2 separate regions of the Mus musculus genome follow, and region 1 is linked to region 2. A link is a contact called in public HiChIP or PLAC-seq data. All regions are on one chromosome and are shown on one strand. Each heading gives the region's core, a stretch centred on a gene start, on an enhancer-like site or on the middle of the called end of the contact. The rest is flanking DNA. Distances are from core to core; before and after follow the strand shown.

The links. HiChIP or PLAC-seq counts read pairs in DNA pulled down with a chosen protein or histone mark.
Region 1: a FOXA1 HiChIP or PLAC-seq map of pancreatic cancer cells shows a contact between it and region 2. The contact joins two enhancer-like sites. A contact is called at or near these places in 2 of 115 datasets of contacts at active chromatin or transcription factors (embryonic basal ganglia and pancreatic cancer cells).

The regions. Positions count from the first base shown.
Region 1 is chr9:47,671,602-47,677,732 of GRCm38.p6, forward strand. All of the region lies in intron 1 of Cadm1 (cell adhesion molecule 1), which reads left to right. Among named protein-coding and RNA genes, the nearest start is that of Gm10677, 140 kb to the right of the region's middle. Within about 2 kb of position 3,695, at least 22 of the 459 cell types and tissues checked have an H3K27ac peak or open chromatin away from gene starts, as enhancers often do. A contact at or near this core is called in pancreatic cancer cells, where this site is marked.
Region 2 is chr9:47,281,850-47,288,285 of GRCm38.p6, forward strand. All of the region lies in intron 3 of Gm31816 (a long non-coding RNA gene), which reads right to left. Among named protein-coding and RNA genes, the nearest start is that of Gm39332, 42 kb to the left of the region's middle. Within about 2 kb of position 2,127, at least 13 of the 459 cell types and tissues checked have an H3K27ac peak or open chromatin away from gene starts, as enhancers often do. A contact at or near this core is called in pancreatic cancer cells, where this site is marked.

The DNA.
Region 1 (6,131 bases), core at 2,445-4,944, 390 kb after region 2:
CCTGTAAGATTCTAGAGCAGGACAACCTTTTTTAAAAGGCTCAAGGTCACAGTTGTCAGTCTTCTTTGAAAGTGTGTGTGAATTGCCTCGCTGATTCTTTGATTTTGCCTCGAGACTGCGACTGAGGTCTGTCTAGGGGTTGTGCTGACAGCTGGCCCAAATGAGTACAGTTCCCATTCTGTGCGATCAGCACGATCGGAGATTGCAGAGGATGCCTGTGCCCTTGAGGAGTTAGTCATGGAATGTAAGGAACTGTCAACAGGAAACGTATCCAGCTTTGAAAGATTTTCATGTGTTGCAGTTGCTTAACCTGCATGCCTTTTGGGTGTCAGCATTTCATCCCTGCTCCACCCGGGATGTATGTGTGTCGCTTTCTCCCTCACTGGAATCACCCATCGGATGCCGTCCATGTACAGAGCTCTCACTCCTGTTCATAATGGCGTTAGCAGTGTTATATTGAAGTTTTGGCAAATGCTTCATTTCATTGAACACCCAAGATCTTGAGACTCATCAGCAGCATAATCTGCTTTCGTGCGATTCTGGTTCTGGGGCAGCCTTAAAGTCAGCAGAAAGTCCGAGTTGCTTTCAGATTGTTCATTTGTACTGTACTTACACTTAGATGAGTTGACTCCTTTTAGACTCTTTAATAACAACTGTAATATCAATGTCAGCTTTGAGTATGTGACTTAAGCAAATGTCAGAGTAGCAGGTGTATTATTTTATTTCCAGAGAAAGGCTCACTTACACTCTCTTCTATGTGATTAACGCTTCTGGCCCGCTGACTGCAGAGTTTGACCCAGCAGTGCCTGGCAGATAATAAGCGTACAGTGAATGGATACAACCGTCATTGTGACTGTTATTCAAGGCTCTCAAAAATATATTTGAGCAAAGGACACTTAGAAGCTGAAATGTCAGGTTATTGTGAGGTAAGTAAAGAACAGTGGGCGGAGCCTGTGGGCTGTGACCTGTGGGCTGTGACATTCTGTTATTTCCATGAAGCTCAAACTTAACCTTCATAGGCAATGCTTGGCATGAGCTTTTTTTGTGACTTCTGTCATATTTAAACTCAATAAACTTAGACCATTCAGCAAAGATGGGGCTAACATCCCTGTATCTTACTCATGTTCTCAGAAGTCGTGGTCCTATGGTGAACACAATGAGTGCTGTGTTTCCACTGATTAGGACTAATGCTTAGGACTCGTGGCTTGTTAATGGCTGCTTGAAACTGCAGGATATAGTGTAATTAAGGGAGGGATTTGTTTCTGTGGTGAACGTTGTGTTTTGTTTTGTTTTGAACATTCTTACCCCTCCCTGCCTCTTTTGTAGGGCTAGACCACATCCAGGACATTGCACAGGCTAGACCACATCCAGTACATTGCACAGGCTAGACCACAAGACCTCTGCCATTGAGCTACTTCCTTGACCTTTTCTAATGAAGCTTTCAGTGCGATTCCATCATGTCGAGTCTTGGTCTTGGGCTAATTGTCTATAACTCTTGTTCTATTCTTATTGAAGTCCCTACTATGTGCCAACTGTTATACTTGGTGTTTAATGTAATTGGATTAGTTAGAAACGTAAGAAGTTTAACATGAAAATGAAAGAAGTTGATTTGTTTTTAATTATGTATATATGTGTGTGCTTACGGTGTAGGCGCATGTGTATACATGGATACAGGTTCTTTCAGAAGCCAGACAAGGCTGTTAGAGCCCCTGGAGCTACAGTCACAGGGAGGTAGGGCTAGCTACCCTGTATGAGTTTTGTGTCCTCTGGAAGAGCACTACCTGCTCTTAACTGGTGAGCCATCTCTCCAGCCCCCCCCCCCCCCCAGAAGTATTTTTATACAACTTTTATATCCTGACATTGCCTAGTAGTCTAGTAAAGGGAGTAGCGCTCCCTGCCATCTGCAGCGCATGTCTACCAGAAGCTCATGCCTCGAAGCCGTCTACTTGGTCACTCAGCTGGAAATCTCTGTCTCCATAGGCGCAGCAGCTAGGCCCTACAACATCTGCAGAACAGTTTCTCAGACACTTCTGCCATCTCCTGACAAGCCACACAGATGTGCCTCGCAGCTTGTAGTATATTTAAGGAGTGCTGTACACATACATATGCATACACACATATGCATTTATCTGAAGGGAGGGAGGGAGGAGAGGGGAAGGATGGAAAGCACACTCATGCGCATTATCCCAAAGAGTCTGCTTTGATGATTGATTGAAGATTGCTCATCTTGGTTTGTTTGCTTGATATGGGCAGCACAAAGCATCTATCTTTATGTCCCGACAGTAAACACAGTGCTTGGTGTGAAGCACTCAGTGGGGATCAGAGGCCGTGACTGATGCGGAAATGGTGCTTAGCATGATGTGTTTGTGAAGCTGACTCTTGGAACCATGGCTAACTTCCTATCAATTCACCCCCCTGGGATGCATAGGGATAAGTTGGACTGGAGAGATGGCGTCTGAGGGAAAGGCCTGGACCCGGTATACGGTCAGATGGATCTGGTGATTGTTTCTGTTCTTTGTGTTCAAAAATTATTGATGGTCGTTATTAAGTAGAGTAAAATGAACCAGATGGAAGATGCTGTGCTATATACAGCTCCTTTCTGTCAAATTCCCTCAAGTGGCGATTTGACTTCCAGGGAGGCCAGGTGTGTCTGGTGAGATGGGGTGTATGTGGGGAAGAGGGGCTCCAGGTAAAGCCTGGACTGCCTTGAGGTGCTACTGATTTTTAGCATCTTGATTGTGATTCTGTATGGATATTAGAACCTGCTATCTTAGTATTGTACACACTTGGAATGTATACACCAGTAATGCTGCTAAAGTGAAATCTTGTGGGGCTGGAAAGAGATGGCTCAACAGTGTTTGCTGTTACTGTACAGGGCCAGAGTCTGGGTCCCGATACCCATAATTGGTGGCTCACAACCATCTGTAACTCCTACTCCAGTGAATCTGACCCCTTTTCTGGCCTCTGTGGGTGCAAAATACATAACCATTTGCCCCACATAAATATTTTTAAGAACATAATTTTGCATAGCATTGAGTAGTTAAAATCAACTGGTTACTCTTTATCTCAGTACCAGACTAGATACTCCAAGAAGACCGGCCCCTCTGTTCTCAGTGGTCAGCCAGTGAGAGGTACTTACCGAGGATTCAGCAGTAGGTTGAATGGAGAGACAGACATATAGTTGAACAGGTATAGACAGCTGCTGTGCACTTACCACAGACCACAGATTAAACTAAAAATATGTTATGAATCATCACATTTCTGAGAGACATTTTTATTACTTCCATTTGGTAGACAAGGAAAACAAAGCGCAGTGCAGTAAATGCCATGCCCTGAACCACCAGCCAATCAGTGGAGGGAGCCGTGGCATCGAGCCCGTCGGACTGAAAGTCCATGGTATTAACCTCTGCACTCAGACCCATTGGCATTTCTTTATGGTCTGCGTGACAGGGACTTTTATGAAGCTGTGACAGGAAAATCTACAAGGATATAAGACTCAGTTGCCAGCACCCCTCTTTCAACCCGAGGAATTAAGGAAAGGGGGAACAGATGTGAGCGAGCTGAGCATCTTTAGGGAAACCCCTGTCCTTTTATTTCCATTCCCAGGAGTTTTAGTGCAAAGTTGCCTTGTCTTGTATGGCTCCCCTTATGCACACTGGAACCTGAATGTGAAGCAGGTTAGGTTAGAGCCTTGCATAGCATGGCTTTCTGCCAAGAAATCTAGCAGAACCTTCTGGAAGCCCTGAAGGACATTCTTTCTCCTCCCCATTGTCACTTTTCATGTTCCTGTGCCAGGAGGGGGATGAAAAGAACACACATTTCAGTTGTCTGTGCAGTTGTAGGGTGTTTGGGGTCCCCCAAATGAGTGGTTTATTTTAATAGGCCGATATTAAACTTTCAAACAGGGATTATGAAATATTTGCATTGTAACAGTGTAACACAGTTGGAATGTACTCCAGACTCCTTCTGCTTTCAACGCTGTCTTTCAAGAATGATGGAAGAGAAAGAATGTTTACATTTCTGAAAATAATACTTGAGGTTTTCAGCAGGCAATTGTGTTTTTCCTTAGAAGCTGTAAAACATTGCTTTATCTCGTCTGTGGATAGTTATAGAACCCCAGACTTCAAATCACAAATACGAGTTATAAATTTAACAGTCCTGGCTCCCCATTATTTTTTATGTATGATTATATGGGTGTCACACTGGGTTTCGTACAGACTGCTGTTTTTCCTATAAGTGTTCCTTTTGAAAAATAACTTGGAATATTTCACATCTTTCTTTTTAAAATTTGTTTGTAGGGGAAATAGAATATTTCATTTATTTTATTGGATTCATCACCCATTGATACTGCTCTATTTGTTTATTCAAAAAACTTAAGTCTGCACTGTGTGCTGTGTGTGATAGGTGCTGGCGGCCTAGGAGGAATATTTGTGGAGGGTACCTAACCAATGCTGGGAATTGGGTCTCTCCTGTGGCTTTGCTTGCGGGACTATTAGGTAGACCAGAATTGCTAATGCTTGGTAGTTCTGTCCAAATCTCAGGTACTTCGATCAGGCCGCCTTGTCCTGATCACACCCCTGTGTGTGTGATGTGTATGTATGTTCTCCCATATACGGGCTCACAGGAGTGTGGATTCACATGCATATGGGTATGGAGGCATGGAGGCCAGAGGAGGACAGTGGTTGTTCTTCATCACCCTATGCCTGATTGACTGAGGCAACGTCTTTGCTAACCCAGAGCTCACCAGTTTGGCTAGTCTCACTAGCCAGATTCTTCTGGGGGATCCTCTGTCTCTGCCACCCCTGCCGTCTTAGATTGCTCATACCCACTCAGCGATCTGAACTGGGGTTCTCATCCTTGCACAACAGACTCACAGCACTGCCCTCATTCCTTATTTTACAAAATGTGGTAGTAGTTTCTTATCTTTTGTTTTTTTGTCTTTGGTTTTTTTTTCGAGACAGGGTTTCTCTGTGTAGCCCTGGCTGTTCTAGAACTCATTCTGTAGACCAGGCTGGCCTCGAACTCAGAAATCTCCCTGCCTCTGCGTCCCAAGTGCTGGGATTAAAGGCATGTGCCACCACTGCCGTGTTTGCTTGCTTGCTTCCTTTCTTGCTTCCTTTCTTCCTTCCTTTCTTTCTTTCTTTCTTTCTTTCTTTCTTTCTTTCTTTCTTTCTTTCTTTCTTTCTTTCTTTCTTTCTTTCTTTCTTTCTTTCTTTCTTTCTTTCTTTCTCCCTTTCTTTCTTTCTTTCTTTCTTTCTTTCTTTCTTTCTTTCTTTCTTTCTTTCTTTCTTTCTTTCTTTCTTTCTCCCTTTCTTTCTCTCTTTCTTTCTTTCTTTCTTTCTTTCTTTCTTTCTTTCTTTCTTTCTTTCTTTCTTTCTTTCTTTCTTTCTTTCTCTCTCTCTCTTTCTCTCTTCCTTCCTTCCTTCCTTCCTTCCTTCCTTCCTTCCTTCCTTCCTTCCTTCCTTCCTTCCATTCATTCAGAATTATTTATTTATTTTATGTGTATGAGTACACTTCTTCAGACACACCAGAAGAGGGCATCGGATCCCATTACAGATGGTTGTGAGCCTTCATGTGGTTGCTGGGAATTAAACTCAGGACCTCTGAAAGAGCAGTCAGTGCTCTTAACCTCCGAGCCATCTCCCCAGCCCAGTAGTTCCTTGTCTCGTGTGAGTCATATAAACAGTGTTTCAGGTAAGAAGGAGCTAAATGTGTGAAGGAAGAAGACAGTCCAGTGATCGGCCTCTCAGTGTGCGTGCGTGTGTGTCTGTGTGTATGTCTGTGTGTTATACAGAGGAGGGAAGCATTAAAAGTGTGACTGAATTTAGGACTGGCTTAGGTTTTTGATTTGTAGGTAGTTTGCCTGTTCCTAGATTTCTCTTGAGATGACTTTTGGATTAATTATTTTCTTATCTTTGTGTTCTGACTTGAAAATTGGGAAGATTCTGAGTTTGGAAATTTGATAATTTTTATTAATGTCATTCTAACAAATTAAACTTCTCTAAGATACGAAGGTACGTTTTGTTCAAGTAACAGGAAAATGGTCTTGGACAGAACTTTTAACAGGCATAGGCAGGTGCATTGATGTTTAGGGAAATTCTGCACAGTGCATTCGCAATGAATAAAATGAA
Region 2 (6,436 bases), core at 877-3,376:
TAGGTCTACCTATACTCAACTTTCATTTCCACAAAGGCATACCTGACAGGATTCTGGAGTCAACGTGGCTCCACACTGAAGAATTGAGAAGTGGGTTGGCTGGAGGCTGAGTTGGAAAGAAGGCCACTCTAGAGTTTGATGCTGGGAAGGATCTGGTTAGAACAGGTTAAGAGGAGGCAATTACTCTCAGCTGCCAATGCAGAAAGACAAAGGGGAAGTATTTAAGCACGGGGCAATGGGGAGATTTCAGGCTAGGCTCACTACCTTCATCCCTGGGCTTGCCTAGAGAAAACTTCCAGGAAGGTGACAAACCCAGAGCAGACAACATTAATATTCTCTACTGGGGGGAGGGGGGCTTCTTGATGTCCTTTATTTCACTCCCTCTAACTTCTCTGGAGTATCAGCTCTCTGAGAAAACATAAAAATATTCCTGTTATCTACATGGGGCTATGCATTCTGCCCCAATTCCTAAATGTATTATCTGCTCTAAGTCATAAGTTGACTGCCTCTGCTGGGACCAGAACCCAGGTCATCTGTATGCCAATGGCATTTGCATGTATTATTTTTAAGTCATTAGTCTCTGCCTGATATTCTGAGTCAAAGAGTTTAATAGGAGAAATTTATGGCTTGTCTCCTCCAATCAACACAATAATTCATGGTTGTGTTGCGTGTGCTACACTAATGGAGATTGCTTTCAACTGGGTGTAGGGTGTTTTAATCCCCCTTCAATTCATTAGCCAGTTCCTCCCGAAGCATTGAGAAGAACAGCAGCTATTTCCTTCTACCCAGGCTGGCTGCTAACACAGTGGGTCTCCAAGTGGGGTCCCCTAAGAGGCCTGCAGGTGGTCTGCGTGCTAAGCCAAATGGAAAGTTATACAAAGTGCTTTTTCTTCAAGCAGATCCCCAGAGCAGATTTGAATCTACATTAAAAAGGCCCAAATTGAACATTTTCAAAACTATAAGCACTTTAATGGTTATTTTTACATTTGCAGAAGTAAGATGATTTTTAAGGTGTTTGTACCGACAAGAGATAGGTGTGCAGTACCTAGAGCCCAGACCCTCTGCTGCTGAGCATGGCTGAGAGTGGGGTGTTCAGAGTCTGCTGTGTTAGGTTGTCTGGGCATGTATTCGCTTCTTAAGAAAGACAGCCAAAGTGCCAGAGTTCGGCTGTCAGTCCCTCCATCTCTTCCCAGGCTCAGTAGTAAATAAAGCGCCTCATCTCCAGCAGATTCCGTGTACTGTTGTGGGTAGCAATGTAGATCTCTGTTTATGTTATATCACTCCAAGCCTGGATGTTCTGTGTGGTGCCCAAGCTTATCTCCTAAGAACCTGACAACCAGGAGAGAGAGAGAGAGAGAGAGAGAGAGAGAGAGAGAGAGAGAGAGAGAGAGACAGAGACAGAGACAGAGAGACAGAGACAGAGAGACAGAAGAGAGAGAGAGTCAGAGACAGAGAGAGAGAAAGAAAGTCGGGGGAGGGGGGCTCTCAAGCCTCCATAGGTGAGGGAAGAGAAAAGAGCAACAATCAACAGAAGACACTGTGGGCATGTTAGCCTTGGTTGAATTCACTCAGTGAGAAGAGTTGAATACACTCAGTGAGAAGGGGAATGAACAGGAGAAGGGATTTCTCTCTAAGCCCATTGAATCCCCACTCTCTGCCATGCCCAGCACTCCAGTGTCATCAATATCACTCATAAGCCCTTTAACAAGATGTTTAGTTCTTGGGCTGCTCACTGGCTCTCAGGTAAACTGTTTTTGTTTCCTGCATGTCCTGCCTTGTCCCATCCAGGATTTTAGGCAGCTCCTCACACCATCTGGTAGACCTCCAGACCCTCTATATGTTATGTCCTCTTCACATTAGAACAAAAACAGAGTCCTTTGTCTTTTTATCTCCTCAGCACCATAAGCTAGACTCTAGAATTCTCCACAGTCTTGATCTGACCTCCTCCTTCTCCCCAGTCCTGTTTTGGTTGTTCTTAAACCATGGCATGCAATCAAACTGTCTAAGGGTTTGTAGAAGCAAAACATTGGCCTAGGACCAGAGCTGTTGACTCAGTGGGTCTTGGGGGGACCTAAGACTGTGTTTTCCTAACAAATTCCCAAGTGATGAGAGAACTCACTGCCTGGCATGAGTCATGTCTACGCCAGGCAGCTTTTGAGCATGCTTGCAAGCATCCTTCTGTGTTGTGCATCCAGGGCCACTCGGGTGGTAATGATCTCCTTATCCACAGTGACAGAGTCAAAAGGATCCCCCATTCTGCCTGAATGGCACATCAGGCTCAGCCACTCCCCAACTCCCCCCCCCCCCCACATGCCGGTGGCTTTTTCTCTCTTCTCTTCTCCCACTCTCTGTGTCTTCCCATCCATCTCTGTCTGCCAGATTCTCACATCCAGGCTTCCGCTGGCATCTCTCCATCATCCTCATCCATCTAACTGGGTGGATATTTACATTTCTAGAGCCCAGTTGTGTTGTCATGGTTCTTCCTCCTTCAGCCAAACAAGGATTTTTCTCTCAAATCTACTTACAGGCTAATAGGGGGTGGGGTGGGGTGCTGTCCCCCAATCTGAGGAACCTCACTTGAGACTGTTTATTTTTTTAAGAACAAAGAGTGACTGTGGCAGGAAGAGGGGGCAGACAATCCCATGCCGTACCTTTGCCCACAGATATCTCTCTGGCCTGCTTCTTCCTATTCAGGGACAGGCTAGAAAATAAACAGGCCATTTGGTTTGGTCCTATTGATCCTTTGTAATCATACAAGGCTGACTTGGAAACACTCCCAGAGGCCCTGTCATCAGCATTTATTTGCAATTCTTAATGAAAGGGTATATATTATCATATATATTCATATATATATATATATATATATTCCTCCCTGGAGCATTCAGCCTTTAAATTTTTTATTTTATTCATTGAGTTAGTGTAAGCTACCCCAAATTCAATACATAGAAAAAGATGAATGACCTTGAATGTTCCTGAACCACCTGCCCCCACTTCCTGAGTGTTACATCATAGCAAGCATATGCCTTTGATCCATGAGAAGTGGGATGACGGATGCTAGAGGTAGAGAACATGGACCCTGGTCTGGATTGAACCCCAGCTCTAACCATCCCTTGTGAAATATGTGGTCACATACATGTGCCACACCTCATTAAGTTCCAGTGTCCCCATCTGCAAAATGGGCACGGTACTCCAATGTCCAGAGAGCTAAGTGGAATGGTCACCCAGCATTTAATCACGCTCTCGCCTCCTATATAAATGGACTCAATAAAAGCTACATCATCACCCTCCCTGCATGCCATGCCCTTGGAGCCTCAGAGTCTGGGGACAGATTGAGATGAATCACTTTCTAGTCCCCAGACTAGAGAAGCTGGAGTGTCTTAGGTAGACAACAGTCCTCCATTTTGCTCAGTGCAGTCAATCCCCAGCACTTAAGTTAAAAGCTTTGTGCCTCCGGTTTTTGTCTTGTTTTGTTTTTTAAATAGAAAAAAAAAATCCTATTCTTGTCTGTCCAGTGTTTTTCCAGCAAAACAGCAAGTCAGCAGTATAATTCTCCTTGGTCAGCAGAATGCCTGTTTCGGTGGGAGAAAGTTAGGGACTTGAAGAGACTCTAACAAGAGGGGAAGTGAGGGTTTGCCTGGGTGCTGCCAACTTTTTAGGTCGCCCAGAGATTCTGGATAAATTTCTTCCCTTCTGTGTTCCTTCTTCTCCCCCTACCCCAAACCCCTATCACCTCCTTAAAGGCAAACCAAGCATCTTCAGGGGGCCAGAAATGGACACACATGTAGGAAGAGAGCTTAATGAAATCCATTACAGTGTATGCTAACCTGAGAATTCAAACAAAATACTCAGAAATATTAGAAAAAGCAGGACAGGGAGATAGCTCCATCAGTATTGTTATGCTAGGATGGGGACCTGAATTCATTCCCTAGCCTTGAAGTTAAAAGAGCTAGGGATGAACTGTGGCCCTAGCACTGGAAGGCTGGACTACACTTAAGGGATGCTACCCAGACAGTCTAGCCTAATCAGTAAACCCCAGATCTTAATGAGAGATCAAAAACAAAAATCAAACAAAAAACCAGGGTGGATGAGTCCTAAGGAACACCCACCTGAGGCTTACAAGCACACACATGCAGAAGGAAAGCAAGAGACCGACCAACAGACAGACAGACAGACAGACAGACAGAGACAGACAGACAGAGACAGACAGACAGAGACAGACAGACAGAGACAGAGAAAGACAGAGAGATAGAGAAGGGGAGAAGGAAGGAAGGGAGGGAGGGAGGGAGGGAGGGAGGGATGGAGGGAAGGGAGGGAGTGGGTGGTCAGTTCTAGCCATAACCAGGAGTCTAATGAACACTCTGATAGAAGTTGCACTATTGTGTCTTTGAGAAGTTACCTCCCAGGGCCTCATTATCTGGCCTCCACGGGGGAGAACATAAGGGTCACATCACCATCCACCCACCACCAACAATATGATTTCTGGGAATGTCCTATCCAAAATGATTAAGATCACGAACCACAAGGAGGAGCATACGGAGAGCCCTGGTGGCCATTTTTCACCCTCAGCCACCCTTACTTGTATGATGGCTGTTTCACGGAGACCATGGAAGCATACAATGAACAGTGTGAGAAGTCTATCACTGTCTATCAGCCAGGGTAGCCATCTTCAGCAGGGCTGCTAGCCTAGTCTTTCAGGCCCTGGGGTTTTAAGTATTCTTCATCTCTTTCTCAGCCTCCAAAAATTGAGACATCAGGCCTCACCCAGACATTGGTGTGGAGAAAATGCAGGTCCTGGACCAGACAGGACAGATGTAAGAACTAGATCTCCCACTCTGAATAAGCAGGTCCTTTATTAAATCTCATAACACATCCATTGTTTTATCTAGGAGATGAATAGACATCACGGTGATTATTTCATTGCATGGTTAGTAGACACTCCACCCTAGAGACCTTTGACCAATGCAGTGTGGCTCTTACCATTATTTTAAATGGCTATAGTGTGGGTAAGCCCATCTCATTTTGAATTCCACACAAGGTCATACTCAATACCTCAAGTACCATCAGCCAAAACTAGCACCAAGATGTGGAAAGCCAGCCCCAAGTGTCTGATAGCATGTGCCTGTTCCTTCTGGATAATCCCCAACTACATTTGCATTCTTCCGTTGCCAGCAAGCCGGTGCATATGGAATACATTTTCTTTGGGTGTCTCGCCATTAAGGTTTTCATTTCTGCTTAGCGTCAGGGACTTTGCACATGGCTGGCCTTCCACTGCGCTAAGCCTGCTTTTGTGTGGTCTCACTTTGTTCTCTCATTTCCTGATCAGCCAGGAAGCATTCCTAAGCAAGAGCTTTGGGAGGAGGGGCTTTGCCTGGCAGCTTGCTCTGCTGAGTTTTGGAAAATGATGAAGTACCTTCTACCACATAGGTCCCTCTCTCCCTGCCTGGTATCTATGGCTGCCTGATCAAATTCGGCTTTCTTTGTCCAGGCTCTGGCTCTCCCTATGGGTGAATCTCCTAAGCTCTTTCAATATACACAAATAAATTAGCCTCAGTGTTTGAAGCTTATGTTGTCAGAGAGCTGAGCCTAAATCTGGTAAGGCAGTCTTTCCCCTTGAAAGAATATATAACACAGCATTGGCGAAAGTGTAGGACCGGTGAAGTCACTGATTAACAGAGGTGTACATTAGCCCAGCATTCTGGCAGCAGGGCAAACAAAGTGCAGAAGAAAGGGAGGTAGTTGACCAGTGTGTAGCAAGAACCCATGGAACAATGACTTCGTATCTAAAAAAGTATCTTAAAATGACAAAGGGGGGGGGGGGTGATGCATTCATATAGTCTCAGCACTCAGAGGCTGAGACAGGAAGAACTGTGAATTCTGAGATAGCCTAGAATACTTAGTGTGGTGGTTTGAATAGAAATGGCCCTCATAGCCTTATGTATGTGAATGCTTGGCCCATAGGGAGTAGTATTAGAAGGTGTGGCCTTGTTGAGAAAGTGTGTCACTGGGGTGGGCTTCAATGTCTCCTGTGCTCAAGGTCACTATGGCGCACGATCGCCTATGGATCAAGATGTAGAACTCTCAGCTCCTCTAGCCCCACATCTACCTGCACACTGCCATGCTTTTCATCATGACGATAATGGACTAAACGTCTGAAACTGTGAGCCAGCCCCAATTAAATGTTTCCCTTTATAAGAGTTGCCGTGGTCATGGTGTCTCTTTACTGTGATAGAAACCCTAAGACATGTAATGTAGCAAGACACTTTTCTCAAAAAGAAAGAAAGAAAAAAGAAAGAAGGAAAGAAATAGAGAACAGAAACAGATTAAGAAAATAATTAAAACTGGTTTTTTTAGAGATTATTGTTAAACAAAGATGTCTGATACAATGACCACTTTAATGGTCCAAATTCGCAACTGATCAAAATATGTAATAGAGAGA